Regions from separate parts of the Mus musculus genome. Here regions 1, 2, 4 and 5 are each linked to region 3. A link is a contact called in public HiCAR-type, Micro-C and promoter capture Hi-C data. All regions are on one chromosome and are shown on one strand. Each heading gives the region's core, a stretch centred on a gene start, on an enhancer-like site or on the middle of the called end of the contact. The rest is flanking DNA. Distances are from core to core; before and after follow the strand shown.

Evidence for each region. Promoter capture Hi-C pulls out the DNA fragments that hold promoters and counts their contacts. A called contact is a pair of places that touch in the nucleus more often than the background predicts. HiCAR-type assays count read pairs that join an accessible place to other places.
Region 1: a contact with region 3 is called in a promoter capture Hi-C map of erythroid cells, with 51 times the contacts expected there. The contact joins the promoter of Phf6 here to the promoter of Rap2c in region 3. A contact is called at or near these places in 3 of 39 promoter capture datasets (erythroid cells, liver and pre-B cells), 2 of 484 Hi-C or Micro-C datasets (CD4 T cells and cerebral cortex), 2 of 115 datasets of contacts at active chromatin or transcription factors (astrocytes and cardiomyocytes) and 2 of 9 other capture datasets (adipose tissue and liver).
Region 2: a HiCAR-type map of astrocytes shows a contact between it and region 3, with 6 times the contacts expected there. The contact joins the promoter of Enox2 here to the promoter of Rap2c in region 3. A contact is called at or near these places in 2 of 39 promoter capture datasets (liver and pre-B cells), 1 of 115 datasets of contacts at active chromatin or transcription factors (astrocytes) and 1 of 9 other capture datasets (liver).
Region 4: a contact with region 3 is called in a Micro-C map of embryonic stem cells, with 6 times the contacts expected there. The contact joins the promoter of Gpc4 here to the promoter of Rap2c in region 3. A contact is called at or near these places in 1 of 39 promoter capture datasets (liver) and 1 of 484 Hi-C or Micro-C datasets (embryonic stem cells).
Region 5: a promoter capture Hi-C map of hippocampal neurons shows a contact between it and region 3, with 4 times the contacts expected there. The contact joins the promoter of Ccdc160 here to the promoter of Rap2c in region 3.

The regions. Positions count from the first base shown.
Region 1 is chrX:52,909,046-52,913,898 of GRCm38.p6, reverse strand. Phf6 (PHD finger protein 6) reads right to left here and starts at 1,685. Exons shown (of 11, transcript NM_027642.2): 1 at 1,463-1,685.
Region 2 is chrX:49,286,006-49,290,500 of GRCm38.p6, reverse strand. Enox2 (ecto-NOX disulfide-thiol exchanger 2) reads left to right here and starts at 2,259. Exons shown (of 16, transcript NM_001271447.1): 1 at 2,259-2,400; 2 at 3,597-3,656. It overlaps Gm39513 (a long non-coding RNA gene), which reads right to left and starts at 3,585. Exons shown (of 2, transcript XR_882305.2): 1 at 2,211-3,585.
Region 3 is chrX:51,016,019-51,020,902 of GRCm38.p6, reverse strand. Rap2c (RAP2C, member of RAS oncogene family) reads left to right here and starts at 2,885. Exons shown (of 3, transcript NM_172413.2): 1 at 2,885-3,277. The coding sequence starts at 3,005. It also overlaps the pseudogene Gm52442.
Region 4 is chrX:52,162,803-52,167,677 of GRCm38.p6, reverse strand. Gpc4 (glypican 4) reads left to right here and starts at 2,755. Exons shown (of 9, transcript NM_008150.2): 1 at 2,755-3,062. The coding sequence starts at 2,903.
Region 5 is chrX:52,788,521-52,793,485 of GRCm38.p6, reverse strand. It overlaps Ccdc160 (coiled-coil domain containing 160), which reads right to left and starts at 2,286. Exons shown (of 2, transcript NM_001034059.1): 1 at 2,161-2,286.

The DNA of each region.
Region 1 (4,853 bases), core at 436-2,935, 1.9 Mb before region 3:
GTTCAATACTTTAACCCAACAATGAGATGTTTCAAAGAAAGGTAACATTATGGATAATGTGTAAAGGTGAAAGAAACAACAGTAATTTTATGGGAAATACAGTTTAAATGTCTGAAAAAGAAACCCCGCTGAAACAATGAATGCATTTCCGATTTTCCAAGATGCTGTGAAGCATCGAGGTAGAAACCACCTGGATGACCAAGGAGGGCATTCGAGAACCAACTCGAGAGCTTAGTCAATGGCTAGTATCTTAAAAGAACGTTTTCTACCGAAAAAAACAAACAAAACAAAACTGCAGTTCCGGAAGATGAAAAACCTTCCGCATGCAAGCCAGTTGAAATTCACAGATATAAGTGCGATCCTCCAAAGATAACACGGTCTTTCTCTCAGCAAAGTTGCAGTGAAGAGAAATAAATGAATAGGAAATGTACCGGAAGGGCACCTGAATTTGGTTGCACGATATTATTACATGCTTCGCACTGCTTTTTTTTTTTTTTTTTTTGCGGTTATTCAAAAGGAAACTAAAGGAATTTTCCAGTTGTTTCAAGCCAAAGGGTAGTGAAGAAATTTGAACTGTATGAATAAGACCCGATATTACGTAGGAACCAGAGGAAAATTAAAGGCTTTTCAAACATCAAAAGATTTGTTTTTCACTTTCACACAGAATATCGAAACGAATAGAAACTGCAAAAGAACGCCGTGCTGTTCGCCCATGTAATAAAGGACCAGGCAGGAAACAGAGCGGATTCTCTCCGTTATGTATTCCCCAATCGCACACTAGCCTCCTAGATCTCCCTCTAACCAAGGCGCTGGATAAACTCGAAAAAGTCTCTTCCTTCCCAACACTTCAGTAGGTTCCTTTCAGCCAGAAAGTCGGGGTCCCCCCCCCCTCCGATTGTCCTTGGCCAAGTCTCTGGAATTCAGGAAAATATCACCTTCTTCACACTCCTCCCTTCCCCAGGAGTTCGTCCTCTAAGGACCTGACTCCGAAGCATCTCCTTATCCATCACTTTCGCCCGATTCCCCTTACTGGGGAGTTTTTCTTTTTCTCCCCCTCATTCCGTAAGGCTTACCCTCATGCCATCCTAACCATTTTTTTTTTCTCTTACACTTCGGAAGTAGTCACCCTCCTTACCACTGAAACCATCTAAGCGTCAGCAGAGTTTTTTTTTTTTTGAAGCCCCCATCCCAGTATTTCTCTCCTCCGATGTGAAGCCCCCTCCCCCGAAGTCTAGGCTGCCGCCTAACATGTCCCTCAGCGCCCCCACGGCACTAGGTCGCCAGCCTCTGTAGGGAGCACCGACAATGCGCGGCGCCTCTGGGGGTCCCTGACAATGAAGGAGACCACCGCCAGTCCCCCCCGTAACAACGGGCAGGGGCGGCGGCCTGGCCACCGCCATCCTCTTCGTCTTCTCCCGCCAGAGAGAGAATGGGGGGCCCCTGGCTACCGCGGGGAACTCACCAGTGGGGCTCACGGCTGGGCGAAGGGAGGACAGCGCCCACGAGGGAAGACGGGGAAGGCGGGAGTCGGTTCTCCGGCACTGCCGAAGAGCGGGGCTCTGTCGCCAGGGGTAGTTTCCTTTCATTCGAGGAGAGACGGGCTCGCCGAGCGCCCTTACGTTGCCTCCCTCCGTACGCACACGACCCACAGGACGTTGAGACGTCTCGAGCGCGCCGGGCACTCTGATTGGCCACCGAGCCGGGGCGGTTGAAGCCGCCGAAGGACGGCGCACGCGCGCAGACCGGCCCCTCGAAAGGTTCGGGGTGCCCCGCCTCCTGCTCGCGCGCGGACCTTCTATTCTCCGCTCTGCCGCCCGGCTGAGGCTTGGGGGGCAGGAGTGGAGGAGACGGAGAAAGAGATTTGAAGAGAAAGCTAGGCACTGGGAGGAGAAGGCGTTGGGTTGGGGCCAGAAAGCCTGGGACCAGGTCCTGGGGAACCGGTTTTCCCGCGAAGCAAATGCACAGGCCTTAGCCCTTGCACTTGTTCGTCGAGGCCTTTTTACATCCATTATTTCATTGTACTCTCCTGGCATCCCTGTGGGGTCCTCCTTTCGCCTGATTTCACTGCCGGCAAAGAGCTCCCAGTGCAGTTTTCTTATTTGCATGGCCGTCTTTGGGCTAATCGTTTTAATCACTCAACCTTTTTTTTTTTTTTTTTTTTTTTTTTTTTGGAGGAGGAGGACGGAATGTCTTGGAAATGAGGATGAAATACCTTCCAAGTTTATTGTGAAGAAGACTAAGGATGCAACTGAAGCATGTATTACCGTAATAGCTGGCTGACTCTTTGTAAATGCTGGAGTTGCCATAATCAAAAAAGATGAGTGATTTTCTTTATATTCCACACAAATGAGCTACATACCTAAACCAGTGCGCGCTCTCTCTCTCTCTCTTTCTCTCTCTCCCTCCCTCCCTTTCTCTCTTAGCTTATTGGAGGCATACTCCTGACTGTGACTCTCAGCTCCCTCACTTCTAGCTCTGTGACCTTGATCACGTTGTATTACCTCTCGTCCCTCAGACTTATCAATTCTAAAATGGAGAACGCAATGGTCTCCCTCACAAAATGTTGTGAGAAATGAGTTAATATGTACAAATCACATTAATGTCTGGGGACATAGTATACTTTATGTGAGGGTCAACTTTTGTTATTTTCTTCTGGCCTCTGTGAGGGGAAACCATTTTTTAAAAAGAAAAAAAAATCTAACGAACCAGCGAGGCTTTAAAAAGCTGTCTGATTTAGCCATGTTTCCTGCAATGGGAGTGAATTTACACTCTGGATCCAATGTTTTTACATGTTGTTCCATCAATCTTTATGGGTTTTTTTTTCTTTTCAAGGTCAACCTTAAATTTCATTGCACAAGAAACCAGTAATCATAGTGGTGTAACATTGATTCATTCACATGGAACTCAATGAGGACCTACAAATCAATCATTTAGCTTTAAGGTATCTTTCTGTAGTGCAGGTGCTGAGTTATCTATCTGTCCTGATTTTAGCACCTAGACCTGTGCTCCCCCCCCCTTACTTCACATCTCTCCTGTGCTGTAGAAGCATCGGGCACCAGTTGCTTTGCCCTACCTTGCCTTCACTCTTAAAAGATCCACCTGCTTCCACTGCCCTTTGCCTGCGGTTACTCTTTAAGGTAGTGACTAGAGATTTGCATAGGAAGATCCACAATGAGTATTCCATTTAAACTGTATGTAAATCAGAGGCCTTCCACCACCATCTCCCAAGTTTTATAGGTTTATTGATGCCACAATCATACAGATAAATATGTAAGAGAAAATGCACTTGAACAGCATAGGTCTTTTTGACACCCTAGTCCCACATTTTTACCATTCTTTCATCCACTCTTTTATTCATGCACTTACTTGAACACAATTTAAGCCAATAAAAGTTTGCAAAACGAAGTTCCAAGCCAAAAGGAAACAGATTAATCTGACACAAGCCCATTGAGTTCACGATCTAAATACTGAGGCCATCAAGTAAACCAATACGGAATGATGTGCTGAAGGTGCACACCTAAGGAAGAGTCGTACACTGCCCGATGTGTACAAAGCACTGTGGTCAGCTACAGCACAATAATGATTAAGACACAGCTTTTGCTTTCAGCTCATTACAGTCTACTAAGAAAAAGACAAATGGCTACAACAGGAGATGTAAGCAGTAAGTACCTTACAGACAGGGAGAAGTAAAAGAGAGTTCCTAGAGTGTTATCAGTGGATTCAGTTACCTTCGGGCCCAGGCGTGGTAACCAGTCCCAATTAGCATGACTGATGGATGCAGCCTGTTATTTCCTGCTCTTAGTGCCTGGGGATCTAGCATAGGCCACACTGATCTCCTAGTGATTCACCAGTACCAATCCTCTTCTACTCTTCTCCTTCGGGCTCCAGTTACTGCTTTTTTTGTACTTCATACTCAGCAACGGTCCCAACATCATCTAATACATCCATCTCACTCTGATCCAATTGGCTCTGCCCTGGGGCACCAGTTGCTTTGCTCTAGCTTGCCTCTACTCTCAAAAGATCCATCTGCTTCTACCGTCCTGTGCCTCTGGTTACTCTTCAGCCATTTATTCAACAAACATTACAGGTGGCTTCTGTATAGCAACTAGTATTGGAGGTTATAGAGACTTGAAAGGGGACATGGCATAGCTCCTTACTAACACAGCAAGTGGACGCTGGATGTGACTGAGGGTGCTCAACTATAACCCCTGCTCTCAGGAATTAGAGGCAGGAGGACCTTGAGATTTCCAAGCTAGCCTGAGCTACACCGCAAGATCCTGACTCAAAAATCAATGTGCAGCTAGAGAGATGGCTCAGAAGTCAAGAGCACTGGCTGTTTTGGCAGAAAACCTGGATTTAGTCCCTAGGACTCACAACCACCTGTAACTTGAGTCCCAGGGGGACCAATGTCATCTTCTCAACTTCAAAGGCACCAGGTATACACATGGTACACTGACAAGCATGCAGGCTGAATATCCGTACACATAAAGTAAAAATGAATAAGGCTGGAGAGATGGCTCACCGACTGCTCTTCCAGAGTTCCTGGGATCAAATCCCAGCAACCACATGGTGGCTCACAACCATCTCTAATGAGATCTGATGCCCTCTTCTGGTGTGTCTGAAGAGAGTGATATTGTACTCACATACATATAAATATATAATACAGATAAATAAAAATAAGCCTTTCGGAAGCCGGGCGTGGTGGCACACGCCTTTAATCCCAGCACTCGGGAGGCAGAGGCAGACGGATTTCTGAGTTCGAGGCCAGCCTGGTCTACAAAGTGAGTTCCAGGACAGCCAGGGCTATACAGAGAAACCCTGTCTTGAAAAACCGAAAAAAAAAAAAAAAAAAG
Region 2 (4,495 bases), core at 1,010-3,509, 1.7 Mb after region 3:
ACGAAGTAAGTAATATAAAGGGACCAATCAGATATACTTAATGAATCACTGAGCGTACACCTGATTAGTATTCCTGGATAACTTTTTGATGGGCAGCTATCTAGATATTTTATTGAGTATTTTCATCTATGTTCATCAGGGAGATTGGTCTGGATTTATTTATCACCTTTTTAGAATAAGGGTAACACTGATTTTATAAAAATAATTTGGAAACGTTCTTTCCTTCCCTATTTTATGGGATGATGAAAGGAGTATTGATATTAGTTCTTCTTTAATGGACAGGTAGTATTCTGTGCTGAATCTATCTGGTCTTGGGAATTTTTTAGCAGGGAGATTTATTATTCCTGCTTATAATTCATTGGTTGCTATGTGTTTCTTTATATTACTTCACCTTAGCTTAAGGTTGGTAAGTCATATGTATCTAGAAGTTTATCCACTTATTTTAGATTTTTCTTTTTAGTGGAACACGAATTTGTAATGTCCTCATGATTCCCTGAATTTCCTCACTATCTGTTGTAATTTCTCCCCTTTCATCTCTAATTTTATTAATTTGTATCATCTTTCTCTTTCTTTTAATTAATTTACAATCCCTTAATGTTTGTTTGCTTTGAAACACAGTCTCACTATGTATCTTTGGCTGGCTTGGAACTCATTATGAAAAGCAGTCAAACTTTGAATTCATAGAGGCTTGCCTGCTTCTACATCCTTAGTACTGAGAAAGATGTGGACCACCACACCTGGCTCTCTGTTTTCTTTTGCTTTTAATGTAGGCACTTAGTGCTATAAAACTTCCCCTTAGCCTAGCCTTTATCATGTGCTATTTGTTTTGATGTGTTGTTTTCCTTTTCCATCAATTCTAAGAATTAAAAATTTGTCTCCTTGAGTTTTTTGACCAAATTATCATCCAGTAGTGTGTTTTGCTTTTTTGAGTTTGTGTATTTCTTATAGTTTCTATTGCTGTTAATATCTACCCTTATTCTACTGTGATTCAATAAAATGTAGGATATTATTTCAAATTTTCTTTTCTTTGTTTGTTCAGTCTTGATTTGTGTCCTAACATGTTAATTTTGTAGAAGTTTCCATGGGCTGATGAGAAGAATATGTACTCTTTAGTGTCTGAGTGTAATTTCTGTAGATGTCTGTTCAGTCTATTTGATTTTTGATGTTGTGTAAACTCTAGAAATTCTCTGTTTAGTTTTCGTCCTGCTTTTTGGTGGGAGTGGGGTTTTAAGGTCACCTACTTTAAATGTGTTTGCATTAGTATGTGTTTTTAGATCTAATGTGTCTTTTATGAAGTTGGGTCTACTGGTGTTTATCCACCCATTTATTTACTGGTCTCTTGTTACATAGTTTTACTTAAAAGATGTTTTCTTGAAGATATGTAAGATATTTTTCTAGTTGTATTGTGCATCTGTTATGAGCTATAGCATTATACTAGTATATGGCAAAGCCATCAATCTTCAATACAAGAATACAGCTTAACTGCCTATCTATTTAGTAGATTTCTTTTGGTATCTCCACATCACATTTACATATTTAATTATGACAAGTCCTAAAGGAAAATATAATTCCCAATTAGAAGTACCTAGTTTTCTAATGACTCTAACAAAAGGCAAACTTTTACAAGGTATATTTTTAATTAAAAATTTAATCTTAACAAAACGGAAATGTATATGTTCATAGCACATGTGTTTAATTATGCATTTGAAGAGGCTTAGGCAGTAGGATTCTTAATTCAAAGCCAGTTCTAGGCTAGATAGCAGCATTCTTCCTTAAACAAAAAAATCAACCATACTCAGACTTCAAATGAAAATGTCAAATTATAATGCAATGCAAACATTCTTTCTCAAAACATAAATACTTTTCTAGTATTCAAAAGAATCTCGAACATTTATCTGTCTCTACAAGCTCTCTATACCTAAGCTTGAGGGTCCTTGCACACTAAACTACAATACCCATAACACTGTCCTGTATTTCAACTCAGGGTTTTCAGGAAGCTTGGTGTGAGAGGAATTGTGGGTATCTAGAAGAAAGCATTTTGACTTCATCTCCCAGAATCCTCTAGCATCCCTTGATACCTAAGCAAATATTGGATACTTCTGAGGAATAACAGTTTCCTGTGACCTCAAACTACATTTCCCATGAAGACACATGCTCGGGCCTCGCGGTTCTCTGATGCCCTAGCCAATGGGAGAGGCTTCAATAGTCACCTGGTAGGTTAGAGTCCAGCTATTGGGCCCCATTGCCTGGCCTAGGCCATCTAGTAGAAGGTGCACGGTTGGGAAGACAGTTGTGGGGCACACCCCACCCTGAGGGCACTCCGGGTCCAGGAACTTCCGAGCGGGTCCGATTTTCCGCGGCTGTTTAAGGAGTAGCGCTTCGGTAGCCGGGGAGCTGGAGGTCAGCGAGGCAGAAAGCCCGAGTGGCAGTGGCCGGGGACTGTGGGACCGAGGGGGTCTAGGGAGGAGGGTGCTTCCGGGGCCGCAATCTTTGGCGCCTAACTCCGCCCAGCCCGCTTCTTCATGGGTGGTGGGTGCCTTGACTGGAGTTGGGGGGCAGGCACCAGTTGCCTTAGCATCCAAAGCACAAGCACGTCCCCCCTCCTCCCAACTCTTCTCTTATTTCCTACCTCCACCCGCCCCTCTCCCCACCACCCAGCGCAGGCTCCTTCTTAGGATGAGAGAGCCTCCAAAAAGTGGCATCTGGATTCCCCTTCAGGCAGGAGTTGGGTGCTCTGTTCCCGCCTTTAATTTGTTGCTCAGCTCTGAGCACCTACCACTGCAAGTACACACACAAACCCCACTCGACCCCACCCTGCACCCCCGTTTCCTCTAGGCGAGTGGAAATTCCTTGCTAAACCCAGGGCTTGATTTTCTGTCAATTTCCATTTCTGCTTCCTGATAATGAGGTGTTCTCTCTCTCTCTTTCTCTCTCTCAATCTCTTTCTCTTGGCTCATCTCTTTTTACTGGCCTTTTTCAACTAGTCATTGGAGTGGAAAAGGTGTCCTTCAATTTCCAGAAGGGATAGGAAGCAGAAAAAAAAAGAATCTTACTTTTGAGAAATACACAATTAAGGTTCAGTACAGTGTTCTAGTGAGGGTAGAGGGCAAATTGGACCATTTAAAAACCTGGAGCATATTAAGGGCTTCCAGCAAAATCTGATTAACACCAATAGATAGAATTGAGAGGCTGCTTTGTAAAAGTTCTAGCCTAACTCAGAGCTTCCTGACGTCTTGAAACTTACTCTTTCCTTAGAACAATCCTAGTATGCTTTGTGGAAGAGGTTGCCTTTCATTTGGGCTCCAGTGGTTTAAAAGAGATTCAAAAGGAGCATAAGAGGAAGAAAATGCTTCTTGATGATGCAGGACTTGGCGAATAAGAAGTGGGGGATGGAAAAGGAAGGAGTGTATGACAGAGGCACACATGGTTCTAGAAGAGGTATCAGCAGGGATATATTGGGAGATAATACTAGGATAATATTGGGAGATCATAGTGACATGACAGGTAGAAGAATATGCAAAGTTTGAATTTATTCTGTATTGAATAAAATTAAAGACAAAAAAATTAAGACTGGGTGATTTTCCTTTTCATCCTAGGGGAACCTGATTTGAGATCAATTCTTGGAGAACACAAAGAAGTGTGGTGGTATGTTCCAGGTGTGAGTTTAAATATAAGGAGAAACTTTTGTCTTGTAGATGTTTTATTTGTGGCTAATCTTCGCCACAACCTGTATCTGTCAATTAGAAAGCAAAGTGCCATAAACATAATAAGAAATGAGTTTGCTGTCCTTGTGTAGCAGAATACCTGAATTGTAACCATCTGATTAGAAGACAGTATTGACTCCTATTTATTGAGCCCACATAATGTCCAAGAATCATAAGCACTTAGTGACACTGTCTGAGAGTCTTATATGTACTATTATTTCCACTATTTCTCTAGAAGAAGAAACTAAACTGGGTATTTTAAGCAAATATCTAAAGACAAATAGATTAGAGATAATCGAGGTGGAGTTTTGATGTACAAACTTCTGACTTGAACGCCCATGCTCTTCGCCCATGGTTTCCTAGTTCTGATGTGTATTTTTGTTCATGATTTTCCAACTGTGGCAAGGAAAGATTAAGGTACAATTGTTCATCCTGGAAGAAACCCAAATGAGTCATTTGGATTTTTGTGTCAGAGTGTGTCTGCTGTAAAGTCGTTGCCAATACCACATTAGATTAACTGTTATAACCATAGTTGATTATGCCTGCCAAAATTATAGTCAATGTTTCTTTTTCTAAATTAGATGATTCTATACAAAAAATTATGTCCAACCTTTACATCATTTGGGTGTAGACAGTTCTTTGGGTTTTATTTCATTTCAGCTTTTTCAAGGGGACCCAGGTTACTAGATGTCCTCTGGGACCCGAGTACACGTGAAATACAAGAAGATACAATCGAATACAAGGCCTGAACCCTCACTGGATTTCGGGGAGCTAGGTGACCACAGTTGTGA
Region 3 (4,884 bases), core at 1,636-4,135:
CTTGCCTTCAGACGCCCACGAGGAAAAAGGTTCAAATTGTTTTAAAAACTAAAATCATTTGGAAAATGAAAGTCTACTCAAAATACTCTGAACCCATAATTAATGGCTTTGTGTCCACGTCAAAGGCTGTATCGTACTCATATATTTTACAAAATTAGAGCAACTATGTATTTGTTCACCACTGGCCTCTTTCAGCCCTCCATAGGCCAGCCTTTCAAACCAACATATGAAAATGTTCTCTTGGGCCTATAAATTACGCAGTATTCTGTTTTAAAGCCTACCCAGCTCTTAAGAATTACCTGAAATAAATTGGAATTGAAGTAGTTTCCAAATCTAACTTTTTAATGAGTGGTGGAATTCATTAGCCAATACCCTTCCTGATAAGATTTGAAAGCATCTTCAGACTGAGTCTAACATTCATCCATCCAGTAGGACTCTACTGTTTGGAAGAGGATGTTTCCGTACACATAAAAGCAAAGCACTTTCTCCTCAACAAGGCCAAAGCAGAGACATTAGAGTTGCCAACTGGTGAGATGGCCTCAGAAAAGGCAGTGCTTTGAAAGTTTCGTGAATGAGCACAGCCTCGCTTTGGTTGCTCACTGCTAGCTGGATCAGAAGAGGAATTTCCACACTCAGTTATAAGCATGGCTGGTGAAGGGCTGTGGATTCCACCAGACAGTCTGGAGACAGCCAGACTGGAAGAAGGGCTCCAAATCTGGCAACAGCAAGTGTGGAAGGAACAGTGACCTATGGGGGAGGACTCAGACCTCACAGGTCAAAGCTCTTCCAGCAGAGGGCAGTGCCTTTGGCTATCGGGCAGGACCTGGGCTAGCTGGAGACAGACACTTCACTGGAGAGACTGCACCAGCTTGAGACCAAGGAGAAAAGTGAACTAGTCTGTCCTTTGACTTCTGTAAGTGACACTGGGGACTACTGACCAGGGACAGTGGGATTTTACACTTCTGTGATTCGCCTACCTTCTAATGACTAACACTTTGGAATGAGTAATAAATAGATCTCTTTCTCCAGCTTGGTCATTAGGGCTTTCAAATAAGGAAATGTGGAGTCACTTTAAGTAGGCTGGCCAGAGATTCTCTCAGGTTTCTGAGTGTGCTCGAATAAAGAGGGGGTGAAAAGCCCCAAATACTGCCCGGTCGTGTGGCCCATGGATAAAGTTCACAAATAGAAAATTAGCATCAACAATTTTCTCTAAAAATAGAAGTTAGAGTTATTATTTGCTTTTGAATTTCAAGGCTATGAACGAAGGCCTTTAAAACAAGGCTTCACTGTGCAACAGCCAGGTGGGCAGTTTGTTATGCGTTGCAGATGATAAAAAGACGAAATGAAATTATTCCACAGGCCTAACCATTTGCAATCACCTTTCGATATCGGTTACCATTTCTGCTGTGTAGTAGTTGGAAATAGTTGGAACAAAACTGAATAGTCCACCATAAAGTCTACTTGCACTGCTGATCCCTTTGAGCCTTGTGATATATTTTTTTAAAGTTTCATATTTGCTGAGGGAGGTGAGGCAAATGTGCCAACTGATAAAGTACAGAGTGCCATACATGACTAAAACAGCACCTTCAAAAATCAAGAGCCCACACCAACTCTAAGGGTCCTTTGCATACTTTGCTTCGGAAACATATCAAGTGGAAAGAAATAATAGCTAAGAGAATTAACTTCCTAAACTGTTTTATTTTCCCAGTAACTTCCAGCCGAGGGATATCTGGTGTTCTCAGCACTTAGATTATTGGCTGGCGGTCTCGGGCCAGGGAGGGAATCAGGTCCTCAGAAGCAGCTGCTCGACACCTAGAAGCCTAGGGACTTGGGCGGGCCCGGGGTCGAGCCATATGGCCGACCGCTCAGGGCGTGAAGGCTGGAGCTGAAGGTTTCCCCGAAGCGCCCTTTCTCAAGGCCATTGCCCCGACCTGTAACCCGGCCGGGCGGCCCGGCTCGCTCGCTCTCTCGGCGCTCGGCAGGGCGCGGCCCTAGCGCCACCCGGCTCGCCCCGAAGAAGAGGTGGGACTTTCCCCACCGGAAGTGAACGCGTCCAGTCTCGGGGAATTGGGGCACCTCAGCCAGTGTGTCAGGGAAACCCTTCCGGGTTTATATTGGGGGTGGGGGGTGGGGGGTGGGGGGTAGGGGAGGAAAAAAAAAAAGAGGTGGGTTCAACCGGAGTCCCTGCGGCCACCGCCGCCGCCACCGCCGCCGCCGGTCCGCCCCCGCCCCTTCCCCGTCCTTCCGCTAGCAGCAGGGCCCGGGCGGCCCGGTGGCCATGGCCTTGGCTTGACTTAGCCTCCCGGGCGGCTGGGAGCGTGTGGCCAGGACAGCAGGGTAAGCGGCGGCAGAGGTGGCGGCTGCGGGCGCCAGCGTGGAGGTCAGGCAACACCTAACGCGCGTCCCCTTCTTCCCTCTTCCCCGTTCCCCTCCCCCCCCCCCCCCGTTACAGGTCACACGAGCTCCGCGGGACCCTGGGGGCCCAGAGACCCCGCCCCAGCGATAGCGAGCGAGCGAGCGCGCGCGCGCGCGCGGCGGGGCCCGGAGGCTTCGGGCCGGCTCGGCAGGCAGCGGCGCCGGCAGGAAGCGGGGACCCCGGGCCCCTTTGTGTGTGTGTGCGCGCAGGGCGGGGGGGAGGGGTGGCGGGCAGCCCCCGGCCGCCAGGCCCCCGCCCCTTCCCGCGTGGGGGTGCGCCGCGGCTCCCCCCAACCGTCGCTCGGACGCTCGCCGGCGCGCCCTCCTCCCCACGCCCCCCAGGCCGCCCTGGGTTCCTATAGGAAGGGCATCAGCATCCCATCCCCACCCACCCGACGACACTTGGCTCTTTTCCCCTCCCCCTCCTGGAACTTCCTCCTCGTCCCCGGTCGGGCCCTCCGCCTCTCTCCGCACTCTCCTCCCCAGTTCGCACATTTCCGCCCACCTTCCGCCTGGCCTTGCCGCAGCGCAGCTAGCGGGGTGTTATTTTTTCCCCCCCTTGGGTAAGGAGTTGGTGAAGGTGAGACTCATGAGGGAATACAAGGTAGTGGTGTTAGGGAGCGGAGGGGTTGGCAAATCTGCCCTCACCGTGCAGTTTGTCACCGGGACTTTCATTGAGAAATATGACCCCACCATTGAAGATTTCTACCGCAAAGAGATCGAAGTGGACTCTTCCCCGTCAGTACTGGAAATCCTGGACACCGCAGGAACCGAGCAGTTTGCCTCCATGAGAGATCTGTACATCAAGAACGGCCAAGGTTTCATCCTGGTGTATAGTTTGGTTAATCAACAGTCTTTTCAGGTAATCAAACCAAGTCTTGTAATTTCTTTGAAGGGGGTGTGGTAATCCTACATGTACTTCTCATTTGCTTGAGCTGTGCGTTAATGAGCGTGTTTGGCTTTTGAAAGTTTGGCATGGTATGGAAAAGCCCTGGATTGTTTCTGTAGAGAGTGCTAAAGTAACAGACATCGACAAATATTTTAAAGTTATTTTTAAGGAAAAGAAAAGTGAAAAGGAAATAGGTCAGCCTGAGTATTTTTAGCCCTACGGTACAACCTGAAGTTGTTTATTCACTTCAACAAGTATCGATTAACGTGTTCACAAAACCTTCCGTAGATAACCTCAAGTGCGGAGCACGGTGGGCTGGGCGAAATTGTTTGAAGTCCATTCTCTCGTACACTGAGCTAAAACCTGTGTGCCTGCTTTTCCTTCCCCCTGCTCTCCTAGCTCCTAAGGTCCTCAGCTTGAAGCCTAAATCTCAGTGGTGCAAAATGCGGGCTAGGCCTGCTTTCTTGGCATTTTTCTTAGGGGAATGCAGCCGAAAGGGGAAGTTGCTGCTCTAAAAGACTAGTACCTAGGATTCCTAACCCACAGAAAGCAAGGATGACTCTCCTTTTCTCCCGTCGAGCCATATCGTTTCTGCCATCGTAGCCTATACTTACAGAAAAATATGTGGGACTGGGAACGCAGATTTCTTAGCCCAGTGGGGTAGCCAACCTGGATCTGGTCCAGTTGCTTCAGAAAATCCCTCCATCCCTCACCGGGAACTAGACTGAAGTTAACGTTATTTTAAGAGATGCACTAATTGTTGCTATTTATTCCTTGAAAATAAATGACCTTATATTGACCCGTTATATTGACCTCCATTGATTTAGGAAACGGATTTTTTTTCTGCATTTAAAGGTATGCACTTAATGTTGCTTACTTAAGAAATATTAAGTGCCTTAGCCAGAGTAATGTGCTAGTTTCACATTCTTTGGGAGTTGAAGTTAAAGTGCTATGTATGAATTTTTCTGGTAACCTTATACAACAACTTCAAGAACTTCTTTGTAAAGAGTATAAGTTCTGGGCAAATGACTCCAAAGAACATGCTAGGTAGACTCACATTCCAAACAAAAGTAGCATAAAGCATTTCCCCCAGAAGTGCTGAGGGTATTATTTGACAGGTATTTTCCTTCTAAGGGATCCTCGAAAGATTTGTTTTTCATTCAGCAGACTCTTCTGGTCTTTTCAAAGGTGTTTCATACCATTTCCACTGTATCCTCTTCTGTTATAGCCATAAGTACGGAGTATGGAACTCTGACATTATTTCAGCAGAGACTCGGGTTCCTTTGAGGCAAAAGTTGGTGTGCTTAGGTACACTTGTTGTTCCATAAGGAAACCCAGAAAAGCAGCTTAACAGTTCAGACAAGATTGAATTGGTATATTTGACCTGTGTATGAATGTTTTGTTTACTGTAATTAGTCAAATATATATATATTTATATATAAGGCAACTCTTTAAGTTACAGGACACATACAGGAAAAAAAAAAGCAATGCTGGCTAACCCTATAAAATTCCTATATCAAAACCATTCTCTGCGGAAATTGATGTTACTGAAACATAGCTAATGCTGTGATCTTTAGTAA
Region 4 (4,875 bases), core at 1,506-4,005, 1.1 Mb before region 3:
CCAGTTGTTCACCCTGTTTGTATTTAAATGAAAGGAGGCTTTGAAGTGGGAACCGCCTCTGAGCAGGGCTTGGGGTTCCTGCCTTCCCTGGTAAAGTTCAGACTTGTCCAGATCTGCCTGTAGCCAGAGGTTACTGTTTCTGGTAGAAAAGGCTCAAGTTTTGGTTAATAATACACTAAAAGGAAGAGCATCAGTGACTTGAGGGGGGCAAAAATGAGTTCCTCTTGCTGTGGGAGGCAATGTTCCAATGTGGTCCTTTTATACGTTAGGAAAATCCCTTTCTCTTTCATTGTCAGAGATTTATTTTATTTTTCTTTATTTTGAAAGAGGCTCATATGTAGCCCAGGCTAGCTACAAATTCCTTATGTCCCTGAGGCTGGTCTTGAAGTCTTGATTTTCCTGCCTATACCTTCTGGAATTACAGGTGTGTATCATATACCCAGTTTGGAATTTCATTTTACTATTAATGTTGGTCGCATCTCAGATCATATTTCCCTTGCTGAGGAATATCTTTATGTATGCATCAGTGGATGTTAAGGTGCTGTGCTAAGCGCTAGCAGTGCCAGGAGGACCTCATGGTTAGCAGTTTAAGGATTACCTGGATTATTTAAAAGTTCCTTGAATTCAATGGAGCTGAGTGTGCATAAATTAAATGTGTTGCCAGACATAAAAAATTTTAAGTCACAGCTGGGTGTGGTGGCGCAGGCCTTAAATATCAGCACTTGAGAGCCTGAGCCCAGTGGATGTCTGAGTTCAAGGCCAGCCTGGTCTACAGAGTTCCAGAACAGCCAGGGCTACAGGGAGGGAGAAAACTCTACCACAAACAAACAAACAAACAAACAGAAAAGAAATTGGAAGTCCTACTTACAGACAGGTCACAGTGTGTCTGTTCATGCTACTGCTCTGCAAGAGTTAATATATTGAAGAGGAGTCTGCAGTGGGCATTCAAAACACCCTCCACAGCTCCTCACCTCCAACCATGTCAGCACGGTTTCCAAAGAACAGTGGAGGAAGTCTCCACAAACCCTCTGAGGGCGATAATTGTAATGATGGTTCGTATCTTCACCCTATGTAATTTTATGGGAATTGAGAGTCTAGCCAAATAATAAGCTCCAGCCCTTTTCATCTGCCCAGTTCCCAGCACACTCCCGAAGTGTCTGAGGCACTTCTCACCCTGAGCTCTTAAAGCAGATTGTAACAATAACAACAGTAATGACAAGTTCACAATCTGCACGGTTCCCTTCATTAAAGGAGCCCTGGGAGCTTCAAAAACACTCATTAATGGAATCTGACAAAGCTTGGAAGGTGGGAAGACTCACCCATTCCCAGTTTTTCTTGTGACTAAATGTAGAACGGGAAGAATTGGAAATACTGGGCTGTCATTCCCTGCCACCACTAGAGTCTTTTCATTCAAGAGTCTTGGGACTTTGGACACATTGACCTTAGGTGAGTGCTAATTCTTAGCGTTTCTTTCTTTCTGTGGGGTGTCAATTCCTATACCCTACACAGGGCAGTGTGGGGCCAAAAGTTTTTCTGAGCAACCTTGATTTAGCTCCATCTCCTTGAGGTTCAGTGATTGTTTTCTGGTCAGTTTCAGAGTTTGTGTATATTTATTGCAGAACTTAGGGTGTGAGCGTGCGTTGAACAGTGTGTGGGGATGAAGCAGGTGAGAAGATGATTGCTAGAGTTAGGGGCTAGCTTGTGCTCTTGGGGGAACACTGTGATGGGTCAAGGGGGGCTAGGTGAGCCTCTCAGCCCAGCTGTGAGTTCCAGGTCCCCCGGCCCCCACCCCGCGTTGTTTGGATCAAAGCAATGCCAGTATGTGAGTGTGCCTTCCTTGCCCAGGTGTTGGTTAGAAGTGGCCCTGGATGCTGGGTAGAAGCAGCGAGGCTGGTATTGGGGCTGGAGGGCTAAGTGCTGCTCAGGCCCATGGGGATAGCCTGTCAAGTGGCTGTGGAGAAAGGCTTGTGGCTCAGACAGGGGCTCAAGGCCCCAAGATCCAGATCACCAGGATCTCTTGAGACTTGGCCCCTTAAGCGGGAAGAAACTGCCCTTTCCTCTCTTGCTGGGGGGGGGGGCGGGGGGCAGGTTCCCCGCCTCTGAAGAGGAGGGCAGGAGGGAGGAGCCCAGCAGGGCGTGTCGCAAGAGGGAGCGCCGCGCGCCCCGTGCGGGCCCCCTAGGAAGTGGATTTGGCCCGCTCCAGATCCAACCCAGCTTCCAGGTTTTCTCCCGGCCCGGCCCTGCGTGCTCCCGCCTGTCTCGGGCTCGCCCCCCCCCTCATGCCCGCCCCCTCCCTCCCTTAGGGCCGCCCCGCTTGGCCAAGTTTGCGGAGCCTCGCTGTGCGAGCCGGGCCAGTCAATCAGCGGCAGAGCTGAGAAGGGCACAGCCGTGCGGCCGAGGGCAGTGAGCTGAGCCGGGCTGGGTGAGCGGAGCAGCGCCGGGTGGCTGAAGCCCCGCGCCAGCGATCGCCCGCCGACGCCGCCCACACTCTGCTCTTCTGCGACGCCTGCCACCTTCCCTTCCTTCCCTGAGCCCCTCCGCCCCTGGCTAGCTGGCCCGGGTTCTCTAGCCTTCGGAGTCCCGAGGTCACGGATCCTCTCCCTAGTCCCTTGGGTCCCGCGCCCATTCCACGCCTTTTTCCTCGTACCGCACCCCGGCTGGGCGCCTGGCACCGGGGACCGTTGCCTGACTCGAGGCCCAGCTCCACTTTTCGCCCGCGTCTCCTCCTCCTGCCCTCCTCCTCCTCCTCCTCCTCCTCCTTCACTACCAACTTCAACTCCCCGGTTCTCGCTCCGCTCGTGAGTGTTCACTCCGCGCCTCTCCGCCCGCTCCGCAGCGCTGCTTTCCATCGGGTCTCATTCTGTCCCCTAAAGGTGGGAGCGCGTCCGTCAGGGTCCGCACCATGGCACGCTTAGGCTTGCTCGCGCTCCTCTGCACCCTGGCCGCGCTCAGCGCCTCGCTGCTGGCTGCGGAGCTCAAGTCGAAAAGTTGCTCGGAAGTGCGACGTCTCTACGTGTCCAAAGGCTTCAACAAGAATGATGCCCCCCTCTATGAGATCAACGGTAGGTGGGAATCCTGCACTCTCCCCATTACCGAGCGGTGGGCACCCCGGGAAAAGGGGCGCCCCCCCCCACGCCGCATCAGGTAGCCGAGAGGGAGAAACGGGCAGGCAGGAGAGCCAGCCCCGGCTTTGAGCGGGCACCGCGAGTGGAGGGGCGCCGCCGGTTTATTCAGTGCCACCCAGGTCCTTTGCTGCTGCCCCCCACCCCAGCCCTCTCACTCCCGGGAAGCCACTAGGGACTCTGGCCCTCAACGTGCGTGGCTTGGGCTCTCTCGCCTTTTCCGGGTTGAATTCTTTACTGGGTTCCCCGCTTTGTTGTGTGGGTGACGACGAGGCCGAGTGGGGGCGGGGTGGGGAACCTCCTGGAGTTTGCAGATTCCTAGGGGCGCAAAACGTGAGACTTGAATGAGCCGCTCATTGACGGTCTCCTAAAATTCCTCTCCCCGCCGCCTCTCTTCCACCGCTGACACGGTTTAGTTTTTAGGAGCTGCAAGGGCTTTAGAAGTCACCTTTAAAAAGCGAACTCTTCTTACTCCTTCAAATCCCGACTTTTGGGAAGTCTCCAGCTTTCCGGAAGGTGTTGGATAAAACGGGTATTTCCCTTCCTTTTCTCTTTTCTCACCTCATTTTAAGGGTTAATTGCACTTTCAATTACAGACCTTTGAAAGGACTGATTACAGGAAACCTAAATCTCAGTTTGGAGATGGTTATGCAAATGAAGATGGCTTTGCCTCTGAAAAAGTTCACCGGATTTCAGCGCTGGGGGGGTTGCGGGGGGTTGTGTATGGTATTTGGGGGAAGTCCTCCTAGAGCGCTGGGGAGGCTGCATCAGGTATGCCCTCCCCTCCTGCTCCCGAGGTCTCCAGGCCCGCTGGTGGCAGTGCCTGGGCTAGTCCTCCTTCCCTGTTGTACTAGATTTTTGAAGCCGCCAACTGTTGCGCACAGCCCTGCGGGCTGGCGGCCGAAACGGCACAGGTAGCTTGTTCACCCTGGAGACTCTGAAGGAGCTACGAATCTAACTGGCTTTTGGCCAGCTTAACCTAACGGAGGCGTTAGAGATTCGAGCCCCGAAGGCCAAATCTCCATTCCGAACCATTCATGGAAGTGTGCAGAGTGCGCCTTTGCCTCGCTGTACTGGTTGCCCGGGTGGGGCAGGCAGGGGGCCAGCAGCCAGCAAAGGAAATACTGTAATTTTAACCAGGCGCTTCCAAAAGCTTTAGAAGACTTGGGGGTCATCTTTTGGAAGGCTATTAATAACCTCGGAGATTAAGTGTGGTCATCAATTACATATAAACTACAAAAGTAATTGAGGGAAGTGGCTGGGTACTTTCAGAGTGTAATCGGGCTCCATCTAGAAATAGAACTGAAGAAATTGTTGGTAGTAGCCCAGGCGTCCACTGCACCTTGGCAGTTGTCAAGTAACTCACAGGCTACTGATGAAAGGCTGTTTGCCCTTCAGCTGCCTGTCTTTTTGGGAACTCAAGTATGTCCTCCCAGACTCATGATTTTATTGGTTGTAGAGCTCTGAAAAGCCCCCTTTCTTTTCCCTCTTCCTCCTGCCCTGCCAGCAAAAGAGAATTGAACCGGCAGCCGCAGAAGCTTGGGAGCTCTGCAGGTCAGACCTGAGGTCTTTGTGCCCTGCACGGCTCGAGCCTGGGTGCTTCAGAGATGATTGGCGTGAAGGTTACAGTTGTCATTCCCACATTCTGAAGGGAGGCATGCAGCTATGCACTTAATGGGACAGTGACAAGTTTCCATGTGCCTGTACAAACAATATGTGCCTCTGAGATGGTCTAGAGGCATTTTGGCCGAGG
Region 5 (4,965 bases), core at 1,037-3,536, 1.8 Mb before region 3:
GCAGCCAGGGATACGGAGTGAGACTGTCTCAAAAAAAGGAAAAAAAAAAGTAAGAAAGAGTTGTAACTTTCCCCCTATTCCCGTTGCTTTCCGGCAGGAAGCAGAAGATTCTGACCTGGTTCCTTGAGGGTACCTTTTTCATTCCCCAGCCTCTTTCACTAGGTTGTAAAAAACCACTCAGTAACAAAATGAAACCCCAAGTGAGCTGTGTGCAGCCCCAGCTATGCCTTACTAGACAACATTGAGGGCAGGCTAGAAAGGGGAAATCTGGAGAAAGGGTTAAGTGCAGGTTGTGGCAAGCTACGCTGCTGCTCACCTTTCAGAACCGCTCAAGACTCGCCTTCCCGGAAGCTGCAGATTCTTAAGGTAAGGAACCGGGATAAGGAACCTACTTCACAGGTGGTTAACAGCAAATGGCCCTCCTCAAGCACTCTGATCCCTGACAGCAGTAACCTGGGGCTCACAGCTAAATCTACATATGGAGATTCCCTGCTGTGTCTAGAACCTGTCACACTGGCTTTGTTTGGGAAAAGCAGAGATTTTTCTCTCCAAAACTATTAAGTAAATTCATTTTTCTCCCCCACTTCACATCTATCTGTCATATTCCCTTTTTCTGTTACCATCGGTGAGCATTGAGACCTGAAGCTAAGTATATTGGTCACACTGGTATCTGGTAACAATGATTTTTAACTGAGTTATTTTGGGGTTTTGTTTTTAAGAAGGAAAAAGGAAAATCTCTACTGTCCTCCCTAGCTTACGAACTTCGCGGGATGACATTTTAAGGCAAGGGCTTTCATGTTTCCCCTGAAGTTTATTTGACTTAGCTCAAGTCTTCAGGGCACTTTTCTTTTGAACGTTTATGAGGCCGTCTTGGAAGCGTGCTGACAGGGATGAGTGATGCTTTGCTTACAAAGTTGAAGGTTTATGTTGGGCAAGACTCTGAGCTTCTGAACTCCCAGGATGAGATAACAACCAGAACAACTGTACTTACCCTTCCTGAGGTCCAAGGTCTTAGACCGGATGTCACTGGTCTCCTCCAGCTTGAGCTGGAAAAAACAGTTCACCACCACCACCCCCACCTCCCTACAGGAAATATAATTTAAAGAATGTCCCAAACCCATGTTATTCTCTGAAGTGTCCATTCAAGTCACAGATGCTACACCTACAATGTCTGTGGGTCTATCTGCAATGTGGCACCAGACAGAAGTCATTTCTCTTTCTAAGTTTTCAGCCCATTTTTCCAAGTGTTATGCTACCGTCTTCCTTCCTCGGGCAATACAAATGTCAAGTGGGGCAAGAACCACACTGATACTGCATTCACCACGGTTATCTCTTTACCCTGAGCATGTATTGAACAGACAAGCCACCTGTGGTGGAGACAGAAGCTTGCTGATTACAATGTGCCTACCAAGAGTCACAGGGCTGGAACCTAGGCCTGGCTTCCCTCCTTCGAGTAGAGTTAATTTGTAAAAACATGACACAGAGAAATGGTCCCGCTTTTTTTTTTTTTTTTTTTTTGCTTTCATCTTTCAGGGTTCTAACATATGGGTCAAGTGCCCACTTCCCTGGACAGAATGTCCCTTCTATTGTTTAGGCAATATGGAGAGAGAAACAAAGTGCCACCGAAAACTCAGCACTGTGTGTGGCTATGATCCTCAATTCTTTGTTATTAGTGTGAAATTATCCCTTCTTGAAGAAAAGATACGGAGTCCCCTGAGTTCCCAAGGCTTAGACTTTATTACTATGGGAGTCACATTCTTGCTATAAAGCTGTATCTTTATATGCATAGTTTGGGGATTTTTCTCTGTGAATGGTTAACTGAAACTCCTGCCATCCTTGCTTCTATGGAAAAGAAGGTGGCCAGGAACAAGATGTTGTTAGAACCCCCACTGCAGGTGACTCTTTTCACCTCCCAGTCCAGATCCTGTAGCTAGTGGGTGAATGGATAAGCTTGACCCCACTTCTCTGTCCACAACCCCTTTCCCACGCCCTGTTTCTTTTCTTTCCAAACACACGCTAGCTCCAGCCTGGGGCTCTCAAGAGAAAAAAAAAAAAACCTGCTGCTGGGACTTCCTTGGTTTTCCGCCCTCTTGCTGGGAGAGTCAGGGGGTAAAGAGGGGCGCGCCAGGGGAACCCGGGATGTCCCTTACACAGACATACCTGGAAGCGCGGGTGCGGTTGGAGAGCCCTGTCCACTCTTCCCCGAAGCCGGTCACTACCGACAGGAGGCAGCCCCTTGTTCAGTGCTAGCCACCACGACCCGGCCAGGCTGGCCCGGGGCAGAGCCTCTGCAGTGCAGCTCCAGCGCGGGCCGCACTGTTGCCTAGCAACCAGGCGGATGGATTTAAAGGGACCGGGCACTGAAGGAACCGGTCGCTGCAGGTTGAGTACTGCTGCTAGTCAGGGAGTCAAGGCCGGACCAGAGCACTGAGCATGCCCGGTAGGGCGGCCACTGTGGTGGCTTCTGCCAGGCAAGAGATAGGAAAGCAGGGAGAAGACGCTGAGTCAGAATAGGAAAGGTCAAGAAAATGCTAGGCAAACCCATGCACCGCTGGGACTATTAGACTAGATGTGGGAGATTCTCAAGGCTATGTGACCACCGACTGTGGAGAAATGGAGAGGCAGTTGCATAGGGTTAATCCCCTAGATTTGGTATTTAGTAACAGGATGTTATGGAGGATTCGCTTTGGAAGACCTTAGGTTGGAGTCAGGGTTGCTAATAATGTGGGAGTTGCATCATATCCCCATCTCTACCTTATGTACCTGTCGAAGGTCAGTCCAATGGCTTAGCCAGAAGTTCTACATTAGGCAAAGCACTAAAAAGAACCTTGAGTCAGAACCTGGCTCTACCTGTGTAAAAAATGAGGCCTGTCTCTCCATCCATATTGTCTCCATTTATCACTCAAGAATTTGCCTAAGTTGTTCTTGAACCCATTTGAATGTAAAAACGTTGAGGACAACTAGTTTACACTATACTCAAGGGTTAAAAAAAAAAATCACTCCACCCCATAATCAGCATCCAAACGCTGACACCATTGCATACACTAGCAAGATTTTATTGAAAGGACCCAGATGTAGCTGTCTCTTGTGAGACTATGCCGGGGCCTAGCAAACACAGAAGTGGATGCTCACAGTCAGCTAATGGATGGATCATAGGGCTCCCAATGGAGGAGCTAGAGAAAGTAGCCAAGGAGCTAAAGGGATCTGCAACCCTATAGGTGGAACAACATTATGAACTAACCAGTACCCCGGAGCTCTTGACTCTAGCTGCATATATATCAAAAGATGGCCTAGTCGGCCATCACTGGAAAGAGAGGCCCATTGGACTTGCAAACTTTATATGCCCCAGTACAGGGGAACACCAGGGCCAAAAAGGGGGAGTGGGTGGGCAGGGGAGTGGGGGTGGGTGGATATGGGGGACTTTTGGTATAGCATTGGAAATGTAAATGAGCTAAATACCTAATAAAAAATGGAAAAAAAAAATCACTCGCTTTCCCCAGTCACCCAAATTTTCTCTTTAAGTTTTAAAGCTTCCTCACAACTTTCGAGGGGTTTCTTGGGTGACAAAACCCCGCCTCCTTAATCATATTATTTATTCTAAACATGCTATTTTGTGGAACAAATAAATGGTCTCCTCAGGCTTTGATTAGTCGGTTGCACAGTGTAAATTTTATAGCCCATGCCGGGCTGAGACTGGAGGCTGTGAAACACGGGGTTTTGCGGGCACCAGATAGCAAGAGAAAGAAAGGGAAATGACGGCTCTGGGGTCTCCAGGGAAAGATGGTTTAAGTTCATTTTAAAAGTTACAATCTAATTTAAAAGACCTAACAGGTGAGTGACTTGGGAACAATACCGGAGCTACTTTTTGAAAATTCAAACCTTGGGAACCGGATCTAACAGGTGTCTGGGAACCGGCAAGGCTGCATTCAGATGCCCCCAGGCCCTGTTCTCTGGCTGCCTTTGCCTCCTTAGAGAACCAAAGTCAACAAGGTAGATGTCTCATGTCACTGTGTGTTTTATTAAAGACCCTGACAGAATTGGCCTGTGGGATTCCATGAGCTTCTTGATACTAAATTTCCAAATTGCCCCGTTTTTAATCAGTGGCTTTCCTTGTCTTCAAAGGGCTCCATTTACTTCTGCTTGCTATGGCATCCATTACTAATAAAATAAAGGAGTCTTTCTTGATTGCTCTATGTGTTAGATTCCCCATTTGCGCAATGGAAGTAGTTGTATCTCACTCATAAGAGTTCTGTGAAGAGTGAATTAATCAGTTTCAAGTCCTTAGAACAGCACAGGACGAAGTAACTCCCCCAGGAAAAAAATTGTGGCTATCATTATCTTGCTCCATAATTCCATTACTATCCTAAAAAATGTAAATATGACTACACTGATGGAAAACAGGATTTGGAATCTTAAGATCAATCATGCCAAACCTTTATTTCATGTGAAGTTGCAAATCTTTTAAAGTAATTCCACCCTATTACTATATTCCTGGTGGAGCTGAGGTTGGGGGGAGGGTGGGGAGGATGGGAGAAGATTACCTTGGTCTGTGTTTCAAATGTGTCTTACTCCTTCATGTCCTAGAAGTATCAAATGGCAAACAGTCAAGAATTATGGGGACAGAAAATTTCATTTTTCAATACTACAACCATCTTAGACGAATATGAAAGTTAAACACCAGTTTACTGTCCGCTGTAACCTTTTCCGGTACTGAGGTGACAAGGCACTTGGCTTGATAATAAGTGAATTACAAATCATGCAATGGAACCCAGCCTTCTCATTTTACCATGTAGGATACTAAGGTTCAGAGAACCAACGTGATTTACTTTCTGATAGCATAGCAAAGCAGGCCGTATAAAATAATTCTAGTTTCAGCAGCCCCAAACTTGTGATAGTCCGACCAATGAAAATATGTAAACTTATAGACCTGTATTGTACATACATAAGTCTCTAAACATTAATGTA